Linked DNA regions of Mus musculus: region 2 is linked to region 1. Evidence: chromatin contacts called from public HiChIP or PLAC-seq data. All regions are on one chromosome and are shown on one strand. Each heading gives the region's core, a stretch centred on a gene start, on an enhancer-like site or on the middle of the called end of the contact. The rest is flanking DNA. Distances are from core to core; before and after follow the strand shown. Region 1 overlaps Rarb (retinoic acid receptor, beta). Region 2 holds the start of Nkiras1 (NFKB inhibitor interacting Ras-like protein 1).

Region 1 (4,763 bases), core at 570-3,069:
GAGACCACTTCTCAGTTACTTTCTAGATCTGGAGAATCCTTTCCAGATGTTGGAATTTCACTGAATTGACAAAAATTCAGAGGTCTCTGGGATTTGATAGGACTTTCCTTCCTTGTATCCCTCTCCATTATGATCAGGAGAGTGACTCCTCACTGGCCTTCAGTGATGGCCTGCTACCTAGTATCTGTATACCCTTTTGTAGACCAGGTAGGCCCTAGGGAAGGACTGGAGACTGCTGGAGCTCACCAGGCCTAAGGCCTTTACGGTGAGAGAAGGCAGGCGTTCTGTGGGATGATGTGGCAGAGGGTATGGAGCACATGTAGGTCTGGACAGTAACAATAAGCACAAGGAGGGAGTACCTTCTAGAGTAGAGAATCTACTTGCGTTCCATGGTAGGGTGCAAACACCCTCTCCCCAACTCTGACCCTGACTTCCTCCTAACCCCTGCAGTCTGCTGCCTCTGTTCCTGTCTATGGCATGATGGCTGTGTAGCTACAAACACACTGTATTATAAGAGGGCTTTCCTTGAGTCAGATTCATTACCCCTCAGCTTAAACTATAGGATGTTCATCTGAAAGACTGGGTATAGGGCATGCTAAGTATCTAATAAAGACTTCTTATAGTTACCTTCCTGTGGATACAACCAAATATCTGAAAGACACAAGTTAAGGGAGTTCTATTTGAGCTCATGGTTTGAGAATAGAAGCCACAATGATAAGAAAGCCATGTATGTAGGACTGTGAGGCAACTGGCCACATTGTACCCAGAGTCAAGAAAATGCCAGCTTTTTGTTGTTGTTGTTGTTGTTGTTGTTTTCAGTCTGAAAGCTCCTAGTCTCTGGAGTGTGTGCCACACACATCCAGGGTACATCTTGTCTGATTAGTTTAGCCCTTGTGAAATACCATCACTCAGACATGCCTAGAAGTATGTGTGTTCCCATAGCAAGTTTAGATCCCATAAAGTCGACATGAAGATTAGCTATCACAGTTGGTAAGGATCATCCTTACTTATTTTTGGTTGACTAAACTTTTGAAAATAGAATCTTGTTAATCTTCTTTGCACTAGTACCTGGCTTAGTGCCTGAGAGGTAAGTACTCAAGAAATAGATATTTCAATCAAATGATGATTTATTTTAGTAAAAAGTTATTTCTCAAAATGTGAGTCCTACATATTATTCCTATCAACCTCAACAGTGGGGCATACTGTCCAGATGACCCAGGCTCCTTTTTCTTCTACCATAGATCTGGTCAGTGCTGTCAGGGCAGGCCGTCATAAATGATGCAGCAAGTGTACATGCATACTTTTTTTTCTTCCAGATTCTCAGAATTTGTACCAGGTATACCCCAGAGCAAGACACCATGACTTTCTCTGATGGCCTTACACTAAATCGAACTCAGATGCACAATGCTGGCTTCGGTCCTCTGACTGACCTTGTGTTCACCTTTGCCAACCAGCTCCTGCCTTTGGAAATGGATGACACAGAAACAGGCCTTCTCAGTGCCATCTGTTTAATCTGTGGAGGTACTGACTCCTTAGAAACCGTCACCAGACCCCAACAGAGCAATTACAAAGGCACAGAAGAGATCTCCACTGGGGTTCTTTGGCATGAGAAAGGCGTTGTACTTCTTTCTGTTGCAAACTAAGTACTGGTGTTTGAGCTCCTTCTGCCAAAACAAAAGAAATGCCAAAATGAGTTTGTTCTGTTTCTCTTGTGGGAAACAGGTGCTTTTGTAAAAGCAGGATTGTACTGCTGTGTGCCTAAGGACATTTTAGTGATGACCTACACAAATCACATGTTATTTGAATTCAAATCACCTCTTGGTCTTCCCCACCATACAGGTGCCTACCTGGTGGGCTGGAATAAAGTATGGCCCCTTCTTTGTAGTGACCCCTGCTGGCTAACCAGAAGCCAACTTTAGTTCAAAAGTAATGGTTGTAATGAAGGGGAAAGGTTATCTACCTGGCTTTTACAGGCTGCCCAGGGTTCTTTTGTTCAGCTCAATACTGACACCATCTGGCCATGAGAGGTAATTCTTGCCTCTGGGCCTGAGCAAGTGGACATCAAATGAGCTTACTAAGGGGGCATCTTCAAGTGTCACTGCTTAAAGCAATTGCATTTACTCAATTTAGTGTACAACTGAGTCACCAAATAAAGCCACTTTACAGGAGGAATAGGAGACAAGGAAAGATAGCCAGCAGTCTCTGAGCCTGTCTGATCACTAAACACTGAATACTTTCTCCTGCTATCCAGACCGCCAGGACCTTGAGGAACCAACAAAAGTAGACAAGCTCCAAGAACCACTGCTGGAAGCACTAAAGATTTACATTAGAAAACGACGACCCAGCAAGCCTCACATGTTTCCAAAGATCTTAATGAAAATCACAGATCTCCGCAGCATCAGCGCGAAAGGTATGTCTTCAAAGGTGGAAAGCAGAACAGAGCTTGGCCAACTTTTGCTTTTTAAAGCCCATATTTTAATATCAGGAGTCCCATTATTGCTTAAGTTGGGATGTCTATCTCATAGAAATCAAAAGGAATTAGCCTTGTCTGAGCACTCATGTGTGTGTAGTTAAGAGCACCTCAGGTTTCCTAAGGAAGACATTTTGATGGTGTCTCTGGTGGGAGATAGTAAAAGCAGAAAGCAGATACCACTACCCAGTGATATTAAGAGATAATTGTTTTAGAATGGATGGCTGGGTAGAAGAGCAACTCTTCAGAGATGATGTGTTTTTTAAGACTGTTATTATTGCTGGGGCTCATATGCATGCCCTTGGAGGTTAAAGGACAATTACATGGAGTCACTTCTCTCCCTCAATCTCTGTGACCTTTCTAGGGCACCAACTCAGTCAAGCAACTTTCAGAGCAAGCTCTGAGCCCTCACCCCCGCTCCCTTTTTCCAGGTTTTATTTTTGATTCCGTACATTTCATTCCAGCTTTTCAAATAACTTAGGCTTCTATACACTCAGCCTATTTTTCCATGGCACCCTAACAACCCTAGGCAAATGAAGGTCACTGTGGCTGCAGCTCTGGTGTAGGCACTTCTTCTGAGTACAGGAATTCTTGCCTGGCTGAGAGATATAAATACTCTTGCCTCATGATTCTCAGTCTATGTGGCAACTCAGGCAATTACAGAAATGCCTAGAGGCATCTCATAGCTGAGTGCAGAGGACTTTTCTATCGAGATGACTCAGCCAGCCACGCTATTACATATCATGTTCCCTCCCATTAGCAGATTCTACACCTCAGGATCTTGGCAAGCCAAGACACAAAAGTGCTTAAATGCACAATGAACTTGCTTGACAAGAAACCTCAGTTCTTGTTTTTTAGTTTTTTTGTGGGTTGGTTTTGTTTTTCTTTTTTTATTCATTTGGTAGTTTGGTTTGAGGGAGCCGAGGGGAACATTCTAAGTTCATTTCCACCACAGGATTAAGAGAAGCAAAAAGACACTAGTACTTGAATGGATGTAATTGAATGAAGTGGGGAGAGAGAGAGAGGAGAGGGAGAGGAGGAGGGAGGGAGGGAGGGAGAGAGAGGGAGAGAGAGGGAGAGAGAGGGAGAGGGAGGGAGAGAGAGGGAGAGAGGGAGAGAGAGAGAGAGAAAGTGTGTTCCTATCACCCTATATATATCCACGCCAGTGACCTGAGGACTAGCAGCCACATACAGAAATGTCCCAAGCCCCATACTAGCAGTAAGTCCAGCAACGCTAGCCACATGGTTCTGAGGTAGTTTTGTTATTGACATATTTCCACCTAACCAGCTGCATGTTGGGGGTGTGTGAGGTGTGGTGGCATGAAACCACCTGGTGCTGGACTGGGTTGCAGAAAACCATCACATACTGTGACTCAAGTCAATCTTTCCATTGTGGAAACTGCCCATCCTTTCACCTTTATTTTCCTGATCTTTCATCAGTGACTTCTCTTTGTAAATTTTATATTCCGAATTTGATTGAAGCACTGCAACTATCAAATATGCACATCACACATCTCCACTTCTTTTTCTTAAAGACTGAGAACCTCTAGTGTGCCCTATTAGTACTTATTCTGTTTTCAAAGGCAGTGGTGGATCAGCCTGTGCCTGAGAACCAATCTAACTGGGATCTCGAAGCACACTTGACATTCTGGTGGCTGACATTCCCACAGTAAACACCTTATAGTTTTTTCTTCCAATAAGTTGGTTCTTCTCAACAAAGACACATGTGACTTGATACATGTATTACACAACTTTTACACACCTGAAGGTGAATGTTGGTTTCTTAGTATCTAGCTGAGCCCTTATCTGACAGGTGTTCTATTATCTCTTGAAAAAGGTGCCGAACGTGTAATTACCTTGAAAATGGAAATTCCTGGATCAATGCCACCTCTCATTCAGGAAATGCTGGAGAATTCTGAAGGACATGAACCCTTGACCCCAAGTTCAAGTGGGAATATAGCAGAGCACAGTCCCAGCGTGTCCCCCAGCTCAGTGGAGAACAGTGGAGTCAGTCAGTCACCACTGCTGCAGTGAGACATTTCCAGCTGTTGCAGACATTCCCCAGGACCTTCAGTTCCAGATTGAAAATGCAAGGAAAACATTTTTACTGCTGCTTAGTTTTTGAACTGAAATATGTTAAACTCAAAAAGGACCAAGAAGTTTTCATATGTATCAATATATATTCCTTACTGTATAACTTCCCTAGAAATACAAACTTTTCAAATTCTGAAAATCAGCCATTTCATGCCACCAGAATCTAGTTTAAAGCTTCTACTTTCCTCTCTGAATAGTC
Region 2 (5,210 bases), core at 1,748-4,247, 1.8 Mb before region 1:
TAGAATTTTAAAATCTAACTTACTTACTTTCTTTTTTCCTTTGGTTTTTTCGAGACAGGGTTTCTCTGTGTAGCCCTGGCTGTCCTGGAACTCACTCTGTAGACAAGGCTGGCCTCCAACTCAGAAATCCACCTGCCTCTGCCTCCCAAGTGCTGGGATTAAAGGCGTGTGCCACCACACCCAGCAAAATCTAACTTTCATTCTCAGAATCATTCAGTAGTTTCCTAGCTCCTTAGCTGTGATTCCAGAATACTGCTTGCTGTTTTTGTCTGTTGGACCCCCAAGACCAAGTTCTAACACAAAGGAGATTTACTTACCCCAGAGGAACAGAGGGTAGGGAATAGAGACAAAGTCAGGAGGTAAAGGATGGGAGGGGAAAGGAAGGGAGAGGAAGGATGGGTCTCTGTCCTGAAGAGGCAAAGGACTGCCTCTGGATAGAGAGGAATTGGACATCATAGGTAAATGGTGGTTTATAAAGGGATAAGGGATAATCTGGTATTAGGATGAGGTGTTTAATTTTAATTGGGCATGTTAATGAGGTGAGCCAAAGTGGCCTTTTGACTTCAATACTTTGATACCTGGACCTTGATAGTCTTGATAGCCTCAGAAGAAGGAAGTGGCCAAATACGGTACTAGATCTTGGTGGCTAGCTTTAGAAATGTAATCTAATGGTTTTTAGAAAGGCAGAGGGAATGGGAGAGAAAGGCAAGGTCTTCTTCCATTGCCACGCTCAATACACTCAAGCTGGCCAGAGTCCCTTCAGTCCTGGTATTCTGTATTGTCTTTTAACCCTTCCTCTCAGCGATCTGTACCCCAACTTAAAACCTTGAGGTTTGGTTTCTGATTCCTAACTACTAAGCACATTGTGGAGGTTTGAATAAGTATGGCCCCACTGACTCATGTGTTTCAATCTTTTACCCAAAGAGTAAAGGTACTATTAGGAGGTAAGGCCTTACACTAGCAAGATTTTACTGAAAGGACCCAGATGTAGCTGTCTCTTGTGAGACTATGCCGGGGCCTAGCAAACACAGAAGTGGATGCTCACAGTCAGCTAATGGATGGATCACAGGGCTCCCAATGGAGGAGCTAGAGAAAGTACCCAAGGAGCTAAAGGGATCTTCAACCCTATAGGTGGAACAACATTATGAACTAACCAGTACCCCTGAGCTCTTGACTCTAGCTGCATATGTATCAAAAGATGGCCTAGTCGGCCATCACTGGAAAGAGAGGCCCATTGGACACGCAGACTTTGTGTGCCCCGGTACAGGGGAACGCCAGGGCCAAAGGGGGGGAGTGGGTGGGTAGGGGAGTGGGGGTGGGTGGGTAAGGGGGACTTTTGGTATAGCATTGGAAATGTAAATGAGCTAAATACCTAATAAAAAATGGAAAAAAAAAAAAAAAAAAAAAAAAGGAGGTAAGGCCTTGTTAGAGGAAGAGTGTCACTGTGGGGTGGGGGTGGGCTTTGAGATCTACCATGCTCAAACTATGCCCAGTGAGGCACACCTCTCTTTGCTGCCTGTAGATCAAGATGTAGAGCTCTCAGCTCCTTCTCCAGCACCATGTTTGCCTGCATGCTGCCATGTTTCCTGCTATGATAATAATGGACTAAACCTCTGAAACTGTAAGCCAGCCCCAAAGTAAATGTTTTCCTTTATAAAAGTTGTCCTGGTCATGGTGTCTCTGCACATCAATGAAACACATTACTACTGAACTACACTCACAGACTTGTAATTTATTCTTCAGCATTATTAAAAAAAAAAAAATCATCCAGGAGGCTCAGCAATTAGAACACTGGCGGCTCTTGCAGAGCCCCCAGGGTTCAGTTCCTAGCACCTACATGGAAGTTTTCAACCACTTCCACCTACCTCAGTGGGCCCCAGGTACAAAGGTGGTCGTGCACAAACATACATCCAAGTAAACACACATAAATAAACACACATAGCCTAAAAATAAACGTTAAAAAATTTTTGAAGACTGTCCTAAAAGAATTCATATCCTTCACTCCATGCTAACTTGCAAGCTCCACCAGATGTGCTTAAAAGAGAAAAAAGTCAGTTACTGCCCCTCCCCCCCCCCCCCCGCACCCCAACCCCACCTCGTCCAGGCTCCACTTGCCAGGACGCTGAGACACTGTACCGCTCAATACCCCTCCACTCCTTCAATGTGTGTCCTTTACACTTGGCATCAAAAGCAATACATAGCATAGTGTTAACGCTTGCTCCCAAGGCTAGAACTTGTATGTTGTCTGAGCTGCATCACCAGCAGCTGAGACTGAGCTCCACGCATATTAAGCAATACATCTGTTGAATTTTTAAATAGGACAGGTGAGGACTCTTAAAATGCTAAAGCTGCCATTTATTCTAAAAGATAAGAAGAGCCACAGATTGATGGAAAAGGTAAACATGATTCCCAAAACCTTTGCCACAAACAAGCGTAGTTTATTAAAACCACACAACTGTATGAAAATAGAAAATTCTGGAACTACAAAAACTCCAATACACCATTACTTCTCAATAAAGAACGCAGTGCAGAATGCCAGCATTTCTTCCTGAAACGGGTCATGGCAAATGAACAATTTGCTATCCTAAAAACGCCTATAAAATCAAGTCCCCGGGCACCTCGGAAAATTCAGAGGGGGACGGGCACCACAGTCCACCCACTAGCCTGGTTCGCGCAAGTCCAAAGTCCCTGGCCGGCCTTAAGGACACGCAAGGTCCACGCGTACCACTTCGCCTACGACCAAGTCACGGCCGTCCTGCGGTCACTGTGCTCCGAGATCACGGAGCGAGGCGCCGGTGGAAACACCAACCTGACACTGCAGGGCAGTGAGACAGCAGCACGCAGGTCACCGCGGTCCGAAGGCGTCCCTCTGGAGCCGGTCCCCGACCTGCTTCCTCCGGCCCCTTGACGTGACGTAAGCAAACTCGCCGCCTCTCACTTTCCGCAGCCTTGGCAGCTCAGGAGCACTGCTGAGAGCTTGGGAGAGCATCCGGAAGCGGCGGGCTGTCCCAGCCTGACTCCGCCCACCAGGTTGGATGTCGGGACTACAAGCCCCAAGAGGCACAGTGCGGCTACAATGCCCCACCGGAAGGAGGGTCGCCGGGGTGGGAGGAGGAGCCACAAAAGGGATTGTGGGAGAAAGCCTTCTTCCTTTCCTCTGGCGGCAGCCATCAGGTAGGGCGGCGGGGTGGTGTTTGTGTGTCTATCCGTCGCGAATCGCGCTAGTCTTCAGCCATCCGACCCCGGCGACCCTACGGCCTCGGAGTTTCTGCCTCGCACGAGCGCCTAGTGAGGATACGGGGTGGAGAGGGTACGAATACGCCGCCGTCCGGGAGGCTTGAGAGACGCAATGGCGGCAGGATCCGAGCTGGGCCGGGGACTGAAGGAGGCGTGGGATGGAAGCGTGGCCTCGGCTTGCCTCTCATCAGGCCGCCCGGGTGGGACGAAGCTCTCCTGGTCTTACTCGCGGTGGCGGTTATAACCCTGCTGCCAGTTCTGGCGGCCTCCGGGAGTATGGAATAGTCAGTCCCGCCCAGCCGGCCCTGCGCCTTGCTGCCTCTGCAGAGCCCTTCTCATTCCCGGTGGACGGTGGGGCTCCAGGAAGGATGGAGAGGCCGTAGTCAATGTCCTTGACAGCGATCGCTCTTTCGATTTGCTTCTTCCTCTCAAAAGGTGAGCCAAGATGGGTGCATACAAGTACATCCAGGAGCTATGGAGGAAGAAGCAGTCCGACGTGATGCGCTTTCTTCTGAGGGTCCGCTGTTGGCAATACCGCCAGCTCTCTGCGCTGCACAGGGCTCCCCGCCCCACCCGGCCTGATAAAGCTCGAAGACTGGGATACAAGGCTAAGCAAGGTGCGTGAGGTCACGATGTGGGTGGTCTATAACACTCCCAGAAAAGTCGGCGGGCCTCAGTTTGGAAGTGCCCCCCCCCCCAAAAAACCTGCCTGATTTAGCTATGCTAAATGTGATATAGGTTACAGATATACTTTAGTCTACATAGTCTATCTTTGTAATTAAAAGGAAGCATTGGAAAGTCTTAACTTAGTCTAACGTATTGGTGGTTGGGTTGTTTTGTTTGTTTGTGTAGGCTATGTCATTTACAGGATTCGTGTCCGCCGTGGTGGTCGTAAACGCCCAGTTCCTAAGGGTGCAACTTACGGCAAGCCTGTCCACCATGGTGTTAACCAGCTGAAATTTGCCCGAAGCCTTCAGTCTGTTGCTGAGGTGAGTTGTTGGGAGTATCGATTGTCTTGACAACCCATTAGGAATGGTGGGCTAGGAAGAAACGGGGAAGCCGGTGGAGTTTCCCTCGGTATAAGGTGGGGATGGAGTTGTTTTGTACTTAGTCACTATCGGTACTCATTGTTACTGTTTTGCTTGAGGATGTGCGGAAAGGGGTTTGGGTTTCTGGACTAGTTTCTACAGACCCTATGCTTTTGGAAGACTGTAAAATTTTGGGCCATTCTGTTTTATTTACATTGCTAATATTCTGTGATCAGTTACTCTTAGGTTGATAAATGGTTGTAGGAGCCCCCTTTCCACAAGCTAGAACTTTTTTTTTCATTTGTTGAATTAATGTATAGGGTTATGGGCTTGATCCCTATTGCTGAAGGGGACTAGGACAGCACTCAATTTCATGTCTGGTTTTTAGGGAGAAAAAAAGTTATGTGCTTTTGTCTACATGTCTGTCATTTAAGCTAGTCTAATTCTTAAGGTGTGTGGGGACCTGGCCTGCTTCAGTCTCATGACCCAGAGTTAGAAGGATTTTTGTCTAGTTTACAGGAAACTGACTGGTCTTTCTCTGCATATTTTAGGAGAGAGCTGGGCGCCATTGTGGGGCTTTGAGAGTCCTGAATTCCTACTGGGTTGGTGAAGATTCCACATATAAATTTTTTGAGGTTATCCTCATTGATCCGTTCCATAAAGCTATCAGAAGAAATCCTGACACCCAGTGGATCACCAAACCAGTCCACAAACACAGAGAAATGCGTGGGCTGACATCTGCTGGCCGAAAGAGCCGTGGCCTTGGAAAGGGCCACAAGTTCCACCACACTATTGGTGGTTCCCGCCGTGCAGCCTGGAGAAGGCGCAATACTCTCCAGCTCCACCGTTACCGCTAATACACGTGATATTTGTAAAATTCATATCCAATAAACAATTTAGGACAGTCATTTCTGCTTAAAGGTGTTATTTGTTAAAACTAGTCTA

Evidence for each region. HiChIP or PLAC-seq counts read pairs in DNA pulled down with a chosen protein or histone mark.
Region 2: an H3K27ac HiChIP or PLAC-seq map of embryonic stem cells shows a contact between it and region 1, with 6 times the contacts expected there. The contact joins the promoter of Nkiras1 here to the enhancer-like site in region 1. A contact is called at or near these places in 2 of 39 promoter capture datasets (cranial neural crest and embryonic stem cells), 1 of 15 datasets of contacts at CTCF or cohesin (large pre-B cells), 4 of 484 Hi-C or Micro-C datasets (cerebral cortex, cortical neurons, palatal mesenchyme and 1 more) and 2 of 115 datasets of contacts at active chromatin or transcription factors (astrocytes and embryonic stem cells).

The regions. Positions count from the first base shown.
Region 1 is chr14:16,431,812-16,436,574 of GRCm38.p6, reverse strand. It overlaps Rarb (retinoic acid receptor, beta), which reads left to right. Exons shown (of 8, transcript NM_011243.2): 6 at 1,317-1,521; 7 at 2,252-2,410; 8 at 4,308-4,763. The coding sequence ends at 4,504. Among named protein-coding and RNA genes, the nearest start is that of Top2b, 69 kb to the right of the region's middle. Within about 2 kb of position 1,819, at least 60 of the 459 cell types and tissues checked have an H3K27ac peak or open chromatin away from gene starts, as enhancers often do. A contact at or near this core is called in cortical neurons and embryonic stem cells, where this site is marked.
Region 2 is chr14:18,268,923-18,274,132 of GRCm38.p6, reverse strand. Nkiras1 (NFKB inhibitor interacting Ras-like protein 1) reads right to left here and starts at 2,997. Exons shown (of 4, transcript NM_023526.4): 1 at 2,810-2,997. Rpl15 (ribosomal protein L15) reads left to right here and starts at 3,147. Exons shown (of 4, transcript NM_025586.3): 1 at 3,147-3,174; 2 at 3,673-3,854; 3 at 4,090-4,226; 4 at 4,817-5,210. The coding sequence starts at 3,683. The coding sequence ends at 5,122.